Regions from separate parts of the Mus musculus genome. Here region 2 is linked to region 1. A link is a contact called in public promoter capture Hi-C data. All regions are on one chromosome and are shown on one strand. The core of a region is the stretch at or near the end of the contact, and the rest is flanking DNA. Distances in the headings are between cores, read along the strand shown.

The links. Promoter capture Hi-C pulls out the DNA fragments that hold promoters and counts their contacts.
Region 2: a contact with region 1 is called in a promoter capture Hi-C map of liver, with 8 times the contacts expected there. The contact joins the promoter of Dnmbp here to the promoter of Pgam1 in region 1. A contact is called at or near these places in 3 of 39 promoter capture datasets (hippocampal neurons, liver and pre-B cells).

The regions. Positions count from the first base shown.
Region 1 is chr19:41,910,372-41,913,578 of GRCm38.p6, reverse strand. Pgam1 (phosphoglycerate mutase 1) reads right to left here and starts at 1,708. Exons shown (of 4, transcript NM_023418.2): 1 at 1,393-1,708. The coding sequence starts at 1,531.
Region 2 is chr19:43,938,520-43,941,726 of GRCm38.p6, reverse strand. Dnmbp (dynamin binding protein) reads left to right here and starts at 1,529. Exons shown (of 16, transcript NM_028029.4): 1 at 1,529-1,610.

The DNA of each region.
Region 1 (3,207 bases), core at 459-2,958:
TAGTCCAAGTTGGCCCATGCTCTATAGCCTCCCTTCTTAGCTGCCTGGGTGCTGAGAAAAATTACAGGCATGCAACACCATGTGCGCCTAACGTGTGAGGTTCTAAAACTTAGTGCTATAGTATTTAAGGTTGAAATGGATCTTGTTATTTTCCAGCTCAACGTATAATCATCTTATACCCAGAGAACAGAGGCAGTTAACTTTGTCCTGAGCTAGGCATAAGCAAACTACCACAGGTCTACACAGTGCTTCATGGCACAGAGCTCAAGAAAATGGCTTCCTTAACCAGTACTTTCCTTTTTTCTAGCCTCTCCTACATAGGCCATGCATCTCAAAAAGCAATGTTTCCTTGCCTCAGGAATTCGTATTCAAAATCTTCCCTCATCTGAAAAGGGTGTACAAGAAGCTAGGGAGGGCAACCAAGACACAAGATCACTTCAGGTAGGCATGAGCAACCCTTTTACACAGCTACTGCCGTGTCCAAGTTAGGATGTGCCCTAATCACCAAGAGAAGTGCCTCTTCACTACAGGGAGCGGGGAGGCCTTGCTTTCTTATTAGCATTCCAAAATCACAGAGAACTGTGGGTGGTGCGGGGCACCCAGCATGGATAGGCAAAGGCGAGCTTATCTCCTGGACGCTTTCACCCTTTGCTCTGCCTCTGTCCTTGGCCAAGGGCCCGCCAGTTCCTCACACTTACTTGTTACTCCACCCAGAAATGGGGCAAGGACACTGGATTAGAACTAAGTTTTGTATGACCTTGGACAAATCTTTCCAGTCACTTTTCTAAACTATAACAAGAGGACGGAGAGAGGTAAAAAGGAGGGAAATTAGATCTGCCTGCTTCATAGGGCTGGAGAGAGCATCAACTGAAATCACCCACTCACATTCCTGGATTCGGTTTTGTGGTTTGCTGCTGTGCTACAAAGCTCTCCGAAGCACGCGGTTTCCAGGTTGTCTCAAAGGCCATTAGACATCCCCACCTAACACCCCCCCACTACCCAGGGCGAGCCCGTGACCTGCCGCTTCGCCATGATGGGCAGGCGCCTCAAGTATACTCCGGTACAGCCACTGATGTCACGGGGAATCGTCCGCCAGGCGCCCTAGGCCCTCGTGGTACCCTAAAGGGTCCTGGGCGCCACAGGTGGGGCTGCTCGGACCGGAAGAACAGATTTTAGCCTAGCGGCGGCTGTGCCCTCTTTCTGGCACAGACTCTCAGACTTAACGGGGTGACCTTGACAAGCGGGTTCCCCACCCTGCGTTCACCTCCCCAGATGAAAATTCAACTGCAGAGGCCGACCGAAGTGCCCGCCTCTCGAGAGGGCCCGGGGGCTCAGGCGACCCCTAGGCCGGTGCTGGCCCAGTACGCCACACAGCGCTCGTCCCGCTCGTACCTCGCAACGCCTGCCCGCCGCGCTTCGCCTCCTCGTGGCCCGCCGGGCTCAGGTCGGCGTCGTACCAGCCGCTGAAGCGGTTCTCCAGGTTCCAGGCGCTCTCGCCATGCCGGATCAGCACCAGCTTGTAGGCAGCCATGGCGACGGGCAGAGGATGCAGCAGCAACTGAGGATCGCCGAGATTCTCTTCGCAGCCCGCCCCCCGCCCCGGTCGCGCCTGCGCACTTACAGTCTCCCGCCCCGCTTCCGCGCACTTTCTCCCCGAAATCTTTCCACTCGCTCGACAGACCGCCGCCCGCCCCGTGTGCGCATGCGCCTCAGGCAAGTTCTGCGGCCTGCTAAGGGGGGGGTGTAGTGCACCGCGGCGGCAGTGCGCATGCGTTGTACGTAGCGGTACCCGCGTGCTACCCGGCAGTCACGGAGCGCACGTAAGCAAGGAGCGCGGAGGGTGCTGGTTGCGAGCTTGAGCTCCAGGCGCCGACTGGACACGCCGCGCTTCCTCTTTAGGGATGATCAACTATCCTCTGACCAGTTCTTCAGCCCTGCCAGGCCACAGTCCCATCCCTGCGCAATTCCAATATACACCCTTTTCCTTTTAACTTGTACTTCGGACAAGTCATAAGACGTCTCAGCCTCACTTGTAAAATACTCTATAAACCTAAACGTGGGTTGTTGCTATTTCCCTTCAACAGAACATTGTTCTTTTGGGTTGTTTTGTTGTTTTTTGTTTCTAGTTTGTTGCTTTTTTTTTTTTTTTTTTTTTTTTTTTTTTTTTTTTTGAGACAGTCTCTCTGCGTAACCCTGACTGTCCTGGAACAAGTTCTGTAGACCAGGCCTAGAACTCAGAGATTTCCTGTCTCTGCCACCGAAGTGCTAGATTAAAGGCGTGGTTCATCACGCCAGTTAGAGCACAGCTTTTTTTTTTTTTTTTTTTTTTTAAGATTTATTATTTATTTTTATGTAGCTGTACAAATGGTTGTGAGCTTTCCTGTGGTTGTTGGGAATTGAATTTTTTAGGACCTCTGTTCGTCCTGGTAGGCCCAGCTCGCTCCAGTCGGCCCTGCTTGCTCTGGCCCATAAATTTATTATTTATTATTATAAAAATAATAGTACAATAATAAATATATACATATGCATTTATAACTACATATTATATAATAATAAATAATAAATATGTATTTATACATAAGGCCACTGTAGATGTCTTCAGACATGCCAGAGGAGGGCATCAGATCTCATTATGGGTGGTTGAGAGCCACCATGTGATTCTGGGATTTGAACTCAGGACCTTCAGAAGAGCAGTTAGTTACCTGCTGAGCCATCTCATGTCGCCAGCCCCAAGAGAACAGCTCTATATCCCTTTTCTTCTACTAAATGTTGATTCTGTAGCTGAGAGTGTGTGGAAGCTCCTGTGTAGGTGTACAGGCTCATGTCCTTCTGAGAAGCAAACGTTAGGCCCTTACAACATTACAAAAAGGAATGTCTGTCTCTCCTTACCCCAATTTTAGTATCCACTTGTTAGGACCAATTTCTCCTGCCCAGGCTGTGGACTCTTAGTTTATTTCCATTAAACTTCTTCATGAGCATTAAACATTAGCCAGACAGTGGCCTATTACTAAGATACTAAGATAGTGTCATGAATTCCTGTCCTTTTAGTGGAGAGCAAAATCCACATTTAAACAATTGACAACAGAACTGAGCCACTTTCTGTACTTTCGACAGAGAGCCAAGAAAAGTTTTAACATGAGATGGTCAAGTACCTACTACAGACTAAACAGAGTTAGTGCTTTTGTGCTTTATGCGTATTAACGCCTT
Region 2 (3,207 bases), core at 280-2,779, 2.0 Mb before region 1:
GTGCTCACCTTTCCCCCAGCACCTGGAGGTGGAGGCAGAGGCAAATGGATCGCTGGGGGTTTGAGACCAGCCTGGTCTACACAGCAAGGTTTAGGACAGTCAAAGCCACATAAGAGAGAGGAGACTCTGTCTCAAAAGAGAAAGTAAGTAAGAAAGAAAGATAATAATACCATTATCTAGGTAGTAGATTGTCATTTTACTTGAAAGGGGGAGAAAAGCTTACTGTTTGACAGGCCGCTGAAGCATTTGATCAATTTCTTTCAAAAACAAAAATCTGGAATATTTATGTTTTACCACAAAAATGCCTTCCTTCAGTGTTCAGACAGCAAAGGAGGAGAATAATGTATGTGAGCAGCAGTTTCACCCCTAGGTACAGCCTCCAAAGAACTGGAAGCAATGGGTCCAGCAGATACGTGTACGATTTGGGTCCTAGCCTTAGCCACAGTAGCCAAAGGGGAAACTCCGCCGAATGCCCAGTGAAGGACAAACGCCTAAACACAACGCAGTATATTTAGCAGTAAAAAGGAAGGAAATTCCGACACATAGAACAGCACAGATGAAACTTAGGGCATTATTCTAACCAAAATAAGGCAGGCACCAAAAGGCCAAGTATTGTAGATTGCATGTATGAGGGTCTTCAGAGTAGACGAATTCTTAAGGACACGAGAGACTAGGAATCGCTGGGAGTGGAGTCCCTGTACGATAAGAGCAGTTTCAGTTTGGGAAGTTGGGGTCCCGGTGCCGGACAAGATGATGGATGCGTAGCAATGTGAATTTACCTACTCTGATGGACTGCACGCACACTTGACAATGGTTCAAACGATACACTTTATGCTATGTCTAGTTTACTACGATTTTTGAAGAGTCAAGAAACAATCTAGCTGATGAGATTTTAAAATAAAGCCTTATCTCTGCTGTGTGTGCATAGTGATATATGATTCCTGCATTCCTCAAATCTGCTAGGTCGGTCCCCGCGCTTGCACCAGCTCCTCCACGCACTTGCGATCTTTAACAGTCAGAAGTCTTCCGGGACTTTTCAGAAACCGGGACGTTTGGTTCTAGTATTCTGTGATTCCTTGCTTTTAAATTCTCAAAATTGTCCTGTGAGACTTTGCTCGGGAGAAAAGAAAAAAAAATCGATGAGGAGTGGGCAGTAACCTGATGGTGTTCCCCTGTAATCCAGCACTTGGAGGAGTGAAGGACGATGGAAGGTTCAAGGCTAGCCTCCGCCTCGGAGTAAGAGAATTCGCGCAGCGGAGAATTTGAGTTCTCTAGGTTGGCGGTAGCGCGAGTGCGTGGGGATCTGGATCCTAGCCTGAGCGAGGTGTGTCGCTAAACGCCCCCACGCAGTCCGTGCCTCAGTTTCCCTGAAAGGCCCTGGGAGCCCGAGCCCTGACGTGGCGGAGCGACGGGCTAGGCGGCCGCCAGGGGGCGCGAGCGCGGGAAACGGAGCCGGGGGCCACCGGACGGAAGCGGCGCTAAGGGAGGCGGGGCGGCGCGGAGTCACCCGGATCGGCCCGCCCGCCCGCCGCCGCTGAGGGGAGGTGACCGCGGCCCGGCCGGGCCACCAGTGGCTGTGCGCGGAGGGAACGCCGAGCGGCAGAGAGCAGGTCGGTGCGGGGCCGGGCGTCCGTGGGGTGGCGGGGTGGTGGGGTAGCGGGGACGGTCGCCTGCGGGGCGCGCGGGGCTTGCGGCGCAGCTCTCGGTCGCGCTGAGCTGCGCTCCGCGAGACGCGAGGCCCTCGCTGTCTTCACTCACGGCCGAGGGGGTGCAGGGGGGGGGGGGCAGCAGCCCTAGGGACCGTCCCGGGGCGCGGACCGGGGGGCGAGGTGTCCAGCCGGGGCGCTGTCACTGCGCCGCCCTGCCTCTTGGCTTTGAGTTGAAGAACTGAGCCCCAGTCCTGCTCCTGGTCACTGCTGCAGCTGGTGGGCATGAGAGGCCGGGATTTCGTGACAGCCAGGCAGCGATGGTTTCCCAAATAACCCGGGACTATTTATATTTAGCTGGAGATGCAGTTTTGGCTTACTGGAGTTTTTAGGTACCCAGGACGATTGCATGCTTGTGTCAGAGGAGGATGGTTGTCACTCGAATAAAGGGGTGTTGGGGTGACCGGACAGGACAGCATGTGGTGTGTATTAAGAGCTGCGAAGGGTGTTTTTAGGGCACAGGGTCGTGTTGAAAAACCAACTTGAAAAGCAAGGTCGCATGTGGGATTATGGCTGGCAAATTCTGTAACCTGTCTGACAGTGTTTCTTTTATAGTCTTGGGAGCACCTTGTGGAACTTCCTAATTAATAATGGTGACAAGCTAGTGATGACACCGATTCTCTGGTAGGAGCATAGTTTGGACTCCACTGTGCTTAGTCGAGTTACATGCCGCTGATAGAGCTGACTAATCAACAGGCGATTTTTGCAGCAAGCAGACCTGATTTCTCAGTTAGGGCTGCATTTATAAAACAGTCGTAGGAAAAGCATAGTCGAGGTGTAGTGTTCAAGTTAGTGTATCCATCGGGCCTCATTCCCCCTAAACTACTGAATCTCGTGATCTCTCAGGCCCTTCCACCGCTAAAGTCTTTCATTTGTATTTGAAGCCGATCCCTCCTGGTGACAACAAAGTCCTAGGAAAACAAAGTTAATTTTACAAATTATGTAGCAGATGTTCAACTTCACTGTCGCTCCCCGCTCCCCCACTCACATAATATTGGGTTGAAATGAGTGAAACCTGTTGTGTGTGTGTGTGTGTCATTCATGTTTCTGTGTTAATGTCACCCAATGGCTTGTCTAGACAGAGATCTTGGTGTGTAGTGGGGAAGTGCTAAGTCTGGCATGGGAGTGACTTGCATGTTGTCACAGGTAGTTTTTCCAACAAGCCAAGAACATTTTGACTCAAACTGTGCTAACTTTTAAGCTAACTTTTATCACATTGTGTATGGTTTGGGCTGGCGCGTGATAGTAATCTTTATAGATGCTGTTCAAATATGTATGAACTATTTGTCCTTTAACCCACAAAGTAGGGCCTCCTAACCTCTTCACCCCCTCTTTTCTGGCACCGAGCTCCGAGCATCCCCTTAGCCTGTGAGACCCTCTTCACATTCCTCCTTCACCCACGTGGCAGGGCGGGGCCTTGCCCCACTGAGCTTGCTGTACCACAGGATGCTCTACCCCTGCCGAAGGGTCAGGGTCGAGCAGACTCTGTTCTGAATGTTTA